Linked DNA regions of Sus scrofa: region 1 is linked to region 2. The links are chromatin contacts, called in public HiChIP or PLAC-seq maps. All regions are on one chromosome and are shown on one strand. Each heading gives the region's core, a stretch centred on a gene start, on an enhancer-like site or on the middle of the called end of the contact. The rest is flanking DNA. Distances are from core to core; before and after follow the strand shown. Region 1 has its middle 150 kb from the start of MIR9807. Region 2 overlaps LOC106507125 (a long non-coding RNA gene).

Region 1 (5,329 bases), core at 2,140-4,639, 450 kb before region 2:
GTTTGCTCAGAGCAGCGGCCCTGAACCCACTATTTCAGGTGATCAGGCGCACAGAGGTCCTCCGATGCCTGAGGCAGCCCAGGGAAACGGGGCCTCTTGCATCCCAGACTCCTCACTTGGTCTTGCGGGGTTGCTCTCCTTGCCTGTGTCAGCCTCTGCTACCGCTGCAGCCCCTGCTGTCTCTCGTTCCACTCCTCACGATTCGGGCTTCCTTGTGCCTCTTCTGGTGATGCTTGCTTGCTCCTCCCCAGATGTGGCCGCAGACGTGACGGATCTCACCACCCCGCGTCCTGCGAGGCCTGATGGGACCACGCGGTGTGGTGGTTCCCTCTTGGCAGAGCTTCCCGCCCCGGCCAGCTCTTGCTTGACTTGTTTGCCGCTGCTCACATCAGATGGGGCAGCAGGGAGGCAGGACCCTACTGGATGAAGCTGGCCTTTGAAGAGGGAATTGCCCGAGGTGAGCCCCTTCCTCAGAGAAAGGCTGTGGGCCATTGTAAAGGGGACACGTGTGGGACAAAAGTTTTTCTTGGAGTTCCCGTCGTGGCGCAGTGGTTAACGAATCCGACTAGGAACCATGAGGTTGCGGGTTTGGTCCCTGCCCTTGCTCAGTGGGTTAAGGATCCAGCGTTGCCATGAGCTGTGGTGTAGGTTGCAGACGCGGCTTTGATCCTGCGTTGCTGTGGCTCTGGCGTAGGCCGGTGGCTACATCTCCGATTCGACCCCTAGCCTGGGAACCTCCATATGCTGCGGGAGCGGCCCAAAGAAATAGCAAAAAGTCAAAAAAAAAAAAAAAGTTTTTCCTGAGCCTCTCTGCAGCATAGAGGGAAGAAGATTCAGTTTTCTGGGAGAAATCCTCGGGAGAGCTGAGTGCTGGGTCAGAGGAGGGCAGCGTGAGAGGACCGCCCACCTGCCTCCAGATTGTGGGGTTGCCTAGAGGAATTTGAGAATATATGGTGGATTCTTAGCTTGTGCCTGATGTGCGTCCCCCCTCTGGTGCCTCTGTGTTTGTCGTGGGAAGGGTACTGAAGACCAGGGGTCCAGAGGAGGCAGCCCAGAACCAGAATGTGAAGGTGTGGGAGCTTGGGCTAGATGCCCAGATTGGCTGAAATTGCAGGGAAGATGTTAGACACTCAGTGGCCTGGACTTGGGTGGCCTAGAGATTATCCAGAGGTCTTCCTTAACCTCTAACTGTCACATAAAAGGCAGCGTCTGGGTAGAAAGATGAGATCAGACACCAAAGTTCAAATAGCCAGAAAGAAACACCAGACCAGAGGGGAGGGGCCAAGACTGGCCCCCATTAGGGCAGAGAGGTGGAGCTGCTGGAATGTGGGTCAGGACCTCTCGTTTAGGGACAGACTCGCCAGTGGGCGGAAGGCATCCTTCAGGGCCACTTCCGTGATTGGGAGAAGGGAAGCTACAAGGATGGAGGGAGAACTAGACACCCAGCCTCAAGCCACGTCCCTTCCTCGCAGAGTGTGAAAGAGTGCCGAGGAAAAGTGGGCTGCACACCCACTCGCCGGCCTTTCTCTCTCCTAGCCCATTGTCTCCACTCCCCTCTCGGCCTGGGCCCTCCGCGAGAGACAGAGCCATCCTCGGAGAAGCCTTTGTCACAACCCAGCCTTGATATGGGCCGTGAAGGTGAATGGATGAACACCAAGGAAATAAGCCGCTGAGCGCGGTTTTGAGACTGCATCTCAAAACGATGTTGGTCACCTGCCTCCTCTGAGTGTAATAGAAGTCATGCAGCTTAAAAACTCTGACTGTTGATTTGAAAATTTACCCCATGCAGTGATTGATAATAGAAGCTTTCAGGAATGAACAAAAAAAGAGGGGGAGGGGACGGTACACCAGTGCCGGGAAAACATATGTGGATAAGGTTCCACATATGTTTGAAAGGGAGGATGCTTAAAAGCCTTGACAGTTCACCTTCCCCATGTGGCGCTCAGCTGTCCCGACTTCCCGGGTCTGGGTTACAGGTGGGCACACAGAGGCACAGGCCATCAGGAGAGGAGGGTGCAGGCTCTCTGTCCATCTTGGTATCATTCTTGGTTTTTTTTCTTCTTATGGTTGCACCTGCAGCATATGGAAGTTCTCAGGCTAGGGGTCAAATTGTAGCTGTAGCTGCCAGCCTATACCACCGCCATGGGGTCCGAGCTGCATCTGCAACTCACTGCGGCCTGTGGCAACACCAGATCCTTAACCCACTGAGTGAGGCCAGGGATCCATCGCACATCCTCATGGATGCCATGTCGGATTCCTAACCCACTGAGCCAGAAGGGAAACCCCCTCTTAGTATCATTATTTAAAGCGGCACAGTGACCAGACTACCACCGATGGCTTATTTTGAACCAACCAGGAGAAAAAAAAAGGAGGCCTGGCCGTTCCCAGAGACCGCTGCCCCTGTCCCTGCCTGCACTTAAGAGGGCCACTTGACCGTTCCGAGGAAGATGTTACTGTGGACCAAAAAAAGACATTCTGTTTGACTGGGCCGTGCTCCAAAGAGGGAAGATGTGGCCTCTTCGTCCCTCGATTGCCTTCGAAGCAGACTTTTCCCTCCCCCGGGGTCGTTCATCAGATTAGAGCCCTTTTCTAGGCCCTCGACTTTGTTAGAGATTTTCTTAGGAAACACCCAGTGGTTTCAGGTTTTAGTGGAAGGAGGGTGGATGGAACTTCATTGACGCTGAGCCTGAGGTCGAGGCGAGGGCAACGATCTGTCCGATTCGCTATTCTCAAGATGGAAGGAGGGAGGGAAGTTACACCAAGCCCCTCGAGTGACGCCGTCTTAGTGAAGCAGTCCTGAGGGTCAGCCTGGGTTTGAGCGGCCTGGAGGGGATTTATTGCCTAGAACAGCGAATTCTAAAATGCAGCTGCAGTCCAGACACGTGAAGAACCTTCGTAAATACTGATGCCTGGGCCTCATTCCCACAGAGTCTGACTCAGTCGGTGTGTTTATTTCCTGGGGCTGCCACAGCAAAGTTCTACAGACTTCAGGGGGTGGGGTGGTGCTTAAACAGCAGACATGTATTGTCTCGCAGCTCTGGGGGCTAGAAGTCCAAGATCAAGGCCCTGGCAGCGTTAGTTTCTTCTGAGGCCTCTCTGCTGGGCTTGCAGCCGCCTGCCTTCTTCCCGCATCCTTACAGGGGGTCCGTGCTCTCATCTCCTGTTCTCATGAGGACACGGGTCACATTGGAGCTGGCCCACTGTCGTGACCTCCTTTCACTTTAGCCACCCTCCAAAGACCTGATGGCCAAGAGGAGCACCCTCTGAGGCGCTGGGGTTAGGACTTCCACCATGAATCTGGGGGGACACGGTGTAGCCCGTAGCAGTCGGCCGGGCGAGCTCAGGCATCGGTGCCGTGAGCGCCTCCCCCAGATACTCGGATTGCAGCTGAGGTTGGGAATCTCTGTTCCAGATGGCTCTGTCCGAGCATCCAGAAACAGCTGCTTGGAGCAGAATCCCCGGACAGTCATTTTTTACATTGTGAAAGTGCTGGGAACTTGTGCAGGAAAAGGCTGCTGTAAACAGAGCGACGCAAAGAGCTTCGGATACCAAATGAGGTGACCGTGGAGAGACTGTTCAGAAGTCCCTCCTGCCTCCCTGGGGATGGGGATGGGGGCGCTGCTCTTCTCCCCCGCCCCCGCCCCGGGGGTCCAGCAGGCGGGGTGCTTTTAAGGAGCTCCCCAAGGACGGCCAGACTCCCTCACTGCACTGCTGGATTTTCTGAGCGTCGTGATCTGTGGCTTGGTTTCCTGAGTTGACCTACCCCCCAGGAGGGGCGCGCCCTGTGCAAGCAGCTGGCCTCAGTTCTTGGGCCAGGAATACAGTAGCACCTTCCAGAACCCCGCAGCGGGGCCCTTGGACAGACACGCCTGCCTCCTGTGAGAGTGCTTGATGAGAGGTGAACAATTAACGGGAGGCTGGGGTCGCTCCCAGGCGGATCTGCCGCGGGTGGTGACTGGCGTGTGGGGGCGAGTGTCGTGATGCAGCGCCCGGGCTGACTCAGCCCAGCTCCCCTCCCGGCTCCCGGCAGGCACGCACTGGCGCCTCCTGGCTCAGCCCGCGGCAGGAGTCTGTTTCTCTGTTGCTCTTGCCCTGCAAACTCAGTTCTGGCTTTTTCAAAGATTGCTGATTTTTTTTTTTAAAGACAATCCTTTTGTGAATCTGACTTTCCTTTTTGTTCATAGCTGATGGTTGCCCTGTGTCTCTCACTCCGAGGCCAGTTATTCACAAGTAAGAGGAGCGGTTCCCCCCGCCTCCCATGAGCCCACATTCATCCGGAGGTCAGGAGGCACTCAAGTTCCCCTCCTGACGTCCTCTGTCCTTAGTCCCCCCCCTCCACCCCACCCCGAGAGGACAGACTTGATGCGGCCTCGCTCTCCAGCCTGGAATGTGTGTCAGGTGCTGGCTTGGGGGGCTTTCCTTCCTTCACTGCACGGCATCCTCTCAGAGGACCAAAGCCACCAGTATGCTTGGCACCCCCACTTTGCAGATGAGGAATCAAAGCTCAGGGGGTGAAGACCTGCCCGGGAATATCCAATGGTGGGAGAATCAGATTCAGATCTACCTCATCCTGACTCCAGATCCCATTCCTGGCTGCTGGGCCTTCTGAGCAGTGCTGACACACCGCTGCTGATCCCATGCGCCCCCCTGGCTCTACAAGGCATCTCTCTGGTGGGCCGTCTCACACCTCTGACCCAGACCTTTCCTTGCCTGAGCTGCAGGCTGGGGCCCCTCGGAGCTCACCTGCCCCCCGCCGAGCTCCAGATGGCCCTCTTTTTGGGAGCCTGCTCTGCCCTGACCTTCCCTTTCCTGAGGATTTGTCTCCATTCAGTGACTCAGGCCAAGATGTGGGAGTCACCCTTGACTCCTCGCTCTCTCCCAGCCCACAGGCACGTCATCAGCGAATCCAGCGAGACTAACAATATCCAGAACCCAGCCACCTCCTCCCACCTCCGCCGTGACCGCTCTCCTCCCCGCCTCCGTGAGTCATCTCTGTCACCCCCTCATTCAGAGCCCTTGGAGCCTTCCTGTCTCATTCAGGGGTGTCAGTTATTAAGTTATTGCCTCCTGACTCCACGCCCGTCCTTCCACATTGGATTTCACCTCGCCCCGACTGGGCCCCCAGAAACCACCCTTCTCCTTGCTCAGCTCGCTCGGCCGGTAGGAGGCGCTAGAGGGAGAGCTCACCCCTGCAGAAGGGACTGCTTCCTCTGTTTTCTGTGGGTTCCCCTCGCCTGCACCTCCTGTGAGGGGCACCACGGCCCTACTGCCTCACCCCCACAGAGGCAGGCCCTTGCCGTAGCAGCAGTTACATCCACGCTGCAACTTT
Region 2 (6,076 bases), core at 950-3,449:
ATTCATTCAGCATTAATTAATTACTAATAAATGGTTAATAATGAACTCACCAGGCATCAATCTTTACAAAGATGAAAGACCCGGCCTGTGCCCTCGGGAGCCTTTAGGAAAAGCGCCATCATGTAGTCCCGTACAACCGTGGTGGAGCAACACTTCAAGCCTCCTGGAGGAGGGTGGGGAGACCACGTGGGCTTTCGAGAAAAGAGTTTGTGCAGAGACTCAATTCTAACTTTTGAAAAGGATTTTTTTGTGGCCACACCCATGGCTTGTGGAAGTTCCCAGGCCACAGCAGTGACCTAAGCCAGAGCAGCGACAATGCCAGACCCTTAACCTGCTGCACCACCAGGGAGCTCCACTGAAAAGTACTTTTGTAGCACCTTCAGGACCCCTAACCTTGCCCTGAGTGGAAAACCAGAAGAACAGAGCATGCTGTTTTTGATGAGCAGTATTATGTAACGCCCGGTGGAATATTCAGGTTCAACAAAAGCACCAAAGAATAACAACCGTAATCCAGGATGTCAACATTAGCCCTGAACACGCCCTTGGTTCCTATGAAGGTTGAAGCCAAGTGCTCAGCGCCAGGCAGGGTGGAAGCAGACACATCTTCTCCTTGACAGGCTTTGTTCCAGGTCAGTCTGAAAGGTACACAACACTGCCCCAGCTCAGAGGCTGGCAGAACTCACATAACAGGTGGAAATATATGTCAGTGAGAGATTTCCACAGTGTTTATTCACTTGCCAGATTTATTTATCAGGTACGGGATTGAAAGGATTTCCCCACAGGATACGTAGAGCTTAGTGTGCAGAGAAAATGCTCTTCCAGGAAACCTTCCACTAATCAGGTCCTGGTTTTTGCATCCTAGCAGAACCGTGCTTGTTGCCCTTTGCAGGCATTTCTGGCAAGAGCAAACATCCATGCCAGCAAACAAAGCCAGCTAAAGTGTGGCATCTCTCTATTGCACTGAAGAGCAGCTGTCTCTTTTTCAAAGTACACAGGCACATTTTAATACTAGGTTAGACCTGTACGTTTAAGATGAAACAACTTTAGGTCCCCCAAGCCTAAAACACCTGAATGGGAAGGGAAAACAGCCTTCGCCCACTGCTCTGTCTACCCGGAGCCATCATGAGGTGATTTCTAGAAGCTACTCAAGCCCATGCTGGGTCTAGGAATGTGTTCATTAAGAATTTGTTGCATCAGAGTTTAAAAATGCAGCTGGATATTCACGGGTCTCCTGACAGGCCGAGTGGAAGGGAGGAGGCCAGCCTAGCAAGCGTCTTATGTGATCTTTGCTCTCCCTGCCTCTATGGGGAGGCCACAGCAACCAGATGAAGAATGAGCAAAATCACCCCTCATCTGGCCTGGTTGATGCCAAACATCTGGATGTTACATAATAAGTCATGGGGATCATTTTTCCTGCTTTCCTTTGCTCTCTCCTTCGAAATAGGCCTAGGGAGTTCCCACTGTGGCTCAGCAATAACAAACCTGACTGGCACCCATGAGGATGCAGGTTTGATCACTGGACTCGCTCAGTGGGTTAAGGATCCAGCGTTGCTGTGAGCAGCCGCGTAGGTCACAGACGAAGCTCAGATGGGGGGTTGCTGTGGCTGTGGTGGAGGCCGGCAGCTATAGCTCTGATTCAGCCTCTAGCCTGGGCACGTCTACATGCCTCGAGTGCAGCCCTAAAAAGAAAAAAAAAAAAAAAAGGCCTAAAAATAAAATATGGTTTTTAAACTCTAAACTCCATATATTTTCCATAAGCTCTTTGAGCAGAGTGGTTCAACTACTCTTTTCAACTAGAAACTGCGGGAGTGCTCAGAGCAGAAACCACTCAAATGAAGCTGAGAACCATGGGGTCTTCAGACACCCATTCCTCACAGGCAAACGGCTCAGGACAGTAATGGGAAGTGCAAACGTGCTAACGGCTGTGGATGCCAGTGACCTTGACCCTGAAGAAGCTCCCTTATGCACAGTGGCTCAGTATTACACAAAGAGGAAAGACACCAACAACCCAGAGGATTTCCTTTTGTTTAGTTCCTTATAACTTTTCAAGGTAACTTGAGACAGGACACAGCTGACCTTTTGGGTTTTTTTTGGCCTCGTGGCATGTGAAAATTCCCCAGCCAGGGATCCAACCCGCGCCAGCGCCACAACCAAAGCTGTTGCAGTGACAATGCCAAATCCTTAACACGCTGTGCCACAGCTGGCCTTAAGGTCACCAAGTCCTTGGTCAAACACAAGGTGTGGCCACAAGTGACTATGCTGGTTCTCTCCCTCTCTCTCCGTCCTCAGGGAAGCTGTTCTAGGCCCGAGGCCAGCCTCCTTCACTTGGTCAGGAACTGGGCTGACTCTCTCCGCTCACTGGGTCTATTTTCCCTTCCCTGGCTACTCTCTTTTCTGCCTCTTGGTTACTCCTCCAGCTCATGTACTGCTATCCATTTAGGCCCAAAGAAACAAACCTGTGACCCCAAAGGGTGACACATCATGCCTCAGGCACCGTGGCAGGAGCGTTCTCTTTGAGGAAGGGATTATCCCCACGTGACTGTGGAGAGACTGAGACTCCAGAAGACTAAGTAACTTGCTGGCCAAGTGGCTGAGCTGGAATCTGAACCCAGGTCTGAGGACAGAAGAGGCCGGGTAAAATCGATGTCAAGAGCCTGGCGTTTGAAGTCAGCAGACATGGGTGCAGACTGAACTCTACCACTTAACTGTGTAACTTTTTGCAAGTCACTAAATTTCTCGAAGCCTAACGCTCCTTATTTGCAAAATGGAGATAACGATAACGGTGTCTCCAGAGGGTTTTGCGATAATGAAAACGGGAAGGTAAAGTACTTGGTGGAGTGACCGGAGTGCTGGAAGTTTCTGAAAGTTATTCACTATCATTATCAGTAGCCACTGGATTTGCTCTATTCCCCTCAATGGCACACCTTCCACAAAAGCACTTTGCCTTTGGCTGTTAGGCTTTAAACAAAATACCCTGGTGACTCTACATCTCGTGGCAATGAGGAGTTGCTTAAACTACTTCTTTTATTTTTTTGCTTTTTAGGGCCACACCCGCAGCATATGGAGGTTCTCAGGCTAGGGGTCTAATCAGAGCTGGAGCCGCCGGCCTACCTCACAGCCACAGCCACACAGGATCTAAACTGCATCTTCGACCTACACCACAGCTCATGGCAACGCTGGATCCTTAACCCACTGAGAGAGGCCAGGGATGGAACCCGCATCCTCATGGACACCAGTCAGATTTGTTTCTGCTGCACAACGGAAACTCCCCGTAGGAATTTTTATTGTTTGCTCAACCAGAAGTTTGAAAGTAAATGGTCCTAAGGAAGGTTCGATACCATCAGGGCCTCAGGCTCACCGCGGCTGCCGTAGCTCCAGACATCATACCTTCATGTGCTAGAACCGAAGGGAGAAGGACAAAAATAACGTCCTCCTCATATCCTCCTCTCTCATAAGGAAGGAAAATCTTTTTCAATTGCTTCCAGCAGATTTTACATGACATACCCTTGGTCAAAAGCGAATATATGTCTACCTATGTCTGGCCAAGGAGAATGGGCTTGCCTTGGTTGCCTGCAAAGGGCCAGAGAGTAAATAATGCAGTCTTTGCAAACTCTACGGTCTCATCTCTGCTGTTGCAGCATGAAAGCACCTGGAGATGAAAGGTAGAGGCATGAGTGTCTGTGTTCCAAGAAATTTTTACCCAAAGAGTTGGCAGCTGGATCTTGCCAATCCCTGCCTTGGACCAGTCACAAGCCATCAGTGTCACTGAGTACGTCGCCGTCCAGATTAAAGCTGGGTTCTGTTAGCAAGGGAAGAAGGACAACGGCTGTTGAGCGGAGCGTGCTGCAGGGAGAGGGGTGCTGCAGAACTCGAGGGAAAGCAGTGAGATTTAAAGGTGTGAGGAGCAGAGTTGGACCCCTCAGGAAGCTAGAGGCTACACGCACGCAGAGATGGGAAAGCACAAACCCACCTGCTTCTGGTGTGGACACATCCCCAGTGTCCACACCAGTAGTTCAGACTGCTATGGAAGAGCCCTAGGATTCCTCAGAGGTGCCCGGGGCATGTGTAGGGGGGACCACAATGAGAGGGCCCGTCGCAGGCCCCTGCCCTTGCAACCGGAGCCAGAGACTTCTTATTTTCATCTGTTCTACGTACAGGCGTTCCTCCGAGATAGTGCAGGTTTGGTTCCAGACCACAACAATAAAGCAAAAATTGCAATAAAGCGGAGTCACAGGAATTTTTTGGTTTTCCAGTGCATATAAAATTATGATTACACAACATAGTCTATTAAGTGTACAAACACATGAGGTCTAAAAACACAAGGTATATACCTTAGTTTAAAAATACTTTATTGCTAAACAATAGTGACCATCCTCTGAGCCTTCTGCGAGTTGTAATCCTTTTGCAAATGGCAGGGTCAAAGGTCACTGATTATGAGTCACCATAACAAATATATTAAGAATGAGAAAGTTTGATGAAATATTGCAAAAATTACCAAAACACGACACAGGGACGTGGAGGCGGCAAATGCTGCTGGGAAAATGCACCGATAACCTTGCTTACAGGATTGCCCCAAACCTTCAATTGTAAAAAGCCAAAAAAAAATTCAACTTCTTCGAAGTGCAATAAAGCGGAGAACAAAAAAAGAGGATTCCTATAGTGCATTTCTGTTTGGGGGGCCTTAATGGGAGGGAGCAGGGGGAAATCGCTAATAAAAAAAATTAGAAACCACTGGCCTAAAAGATAAAAATCTAATCTGCCCATAAAGTATCACTTTCTAATTATATCTCCTGTGTTTCTAGTAAACTCTGCCCTCAGGAGATGCCTTATGCAAGACCGACTTCATCGCAAGTTACTCTACCCTTGTCCCTTTCCTTCAGCCTTGCACCCCAGCTCATCTGCAGGCCAGGACGCCCCTCTTAATTCTACTCAAAGAGAAACTTTCCCCAACATAGAAGCTCCCTCTCAGGCTAACATAACGTATTTGCATGTTACAGCTGGTGGCAAAGGGAATGTTAAGAGGGAAAGGAGTCTCTGTCTTTACATTTCATACCTAGTTGTACAGAAAGAACATAAATGAAAGTTGAGCATAAAGCAACGAGCGTGATTAGTATATGTGTGACACACACACACACACACACATAAGCAACATACACTTCCGAATGCGTCTGACCCTGCCTACATCCCTGGAATACATGCTCTCCAGTAAAGCTGCCAGAACTCACCTCCTTGGCGGGGGGGGGGCTTTCTTTTTGGCAATTTAGATCCAGTTTTCAAGCCACAAAACCAGCCCATTCAGGTATGGTGTATCCTATTTCCTTTTCCCAAGAATGGTTTCTCCTACCTTAATGGACTCTTTCGCTGGACTCCAAATGACTTCCAGGTGGTTCGAAACAGCACCTCCGCCTTCAAAAGCAGCATTGATGTGCCTCAGGTTCTGAAGGTGATTCCTCAGAAGATGCCCCCACTGTTAAGGGCAATGGCCACTCTACAGCCATGACTGGACTCCTGAAAACATAAAGCAGGGGAGGTCCCTTCAGCTGGCATAGTCAAGGAAGTTCTTAGATGGAAACAAGTACAGTTGGACCTTGAAGCTGGATGAGGTTTGGTTAAGAATAGGAATAAGGAGTTCCCATCATGGCTCAGTGGTTAACGAACCCGTCTAGCATCCATGAGGATGTGGGTTCCATCTCCGGCCTCCCTCAGTGGGTTAAGGATCCAGTGTTACCGTAAGCTGTGGTGTAGGTCACAGAACTCAGATCTGACATTGCTGTGGCTGTGGTGTAAGCCAGCAGCTGTAGCTCCAATTAGACCCCTACCCTGGGAACCTCCATATGCCATGGGTACAGCCCTAAAAAGACAAAAAACCAAAAAAAAAAAAAAAAATGATAGGAATAAAGATTCAGGGATGAAGAAGTGACTGTGAAATCTGGTTTCAAATCCAGGCTTTGCCATTTACTAGCTGTGGACGGTGCCTTATTTATTTAACTTCTCTGGACCTCAGCCTCCTCATCTGTGAAATGGAAACAATCAGACTATTTATCTCTCAAGGCTGTTGTTAAGGATTAAGTGAGTT

The links. HiChIP or PLAC-seq counts read pairs in DNA pulled down with a chosen protein or histone mark.
Region 1: a contact with region 2 is called in an H3K27ac HiChIP or PLAC-seq map of skeletal muscle. The contact joins two enhancer-like sites. A contact is called at or near these places in 5 of 47 Hi-C or Micro-C datasets (embryonic fibroblasts, fetal skeletal muscle, heart right ventricle and 1 more) and 1 of 2 datasets of contacts at active chromatin or transcription factors (skeletal muscle).

Annotation. Positions count from the first base shown.
Region 1 is chr7:10,910,086-10,915,414 of Sscrofa11.1, reverse strand. No RefSeq gene overlaps it. Among named protein-coding and RNA genes, the nearest start is that of MIR9807, 150 kb to the right of the region's middle. Within about 2 kb of position 3,389, at least 25 of the 83 cell types and tissues checked have an H3K27ac peak or open chromatin away from gene starts, as enhancers often do. A contact at or near this core is called in skeletal muscle, where this site is marked.
Region 2 is chr7:10,455,129-10,461,204 of Sscrofa11.1, reverse strand. It overlaps LOC106507125 (a long non-coding RNA gene), which reads right to left. Exons shown (of 4, transcript XR_002346312.1): 2 at 5,345-5,508. Among named protein-coding and RNA genes, the nearest start is that of CD83, 110 kb to the right of the region's middle. Within about 2 kb of position 2,199, at least 6 of the 83 cell types and tissues checked have an H3K27ac peak or open chromatin away from gene starts, as enhancers often do. A contact at or near this core is called in skeletal muscle, where this site is marked.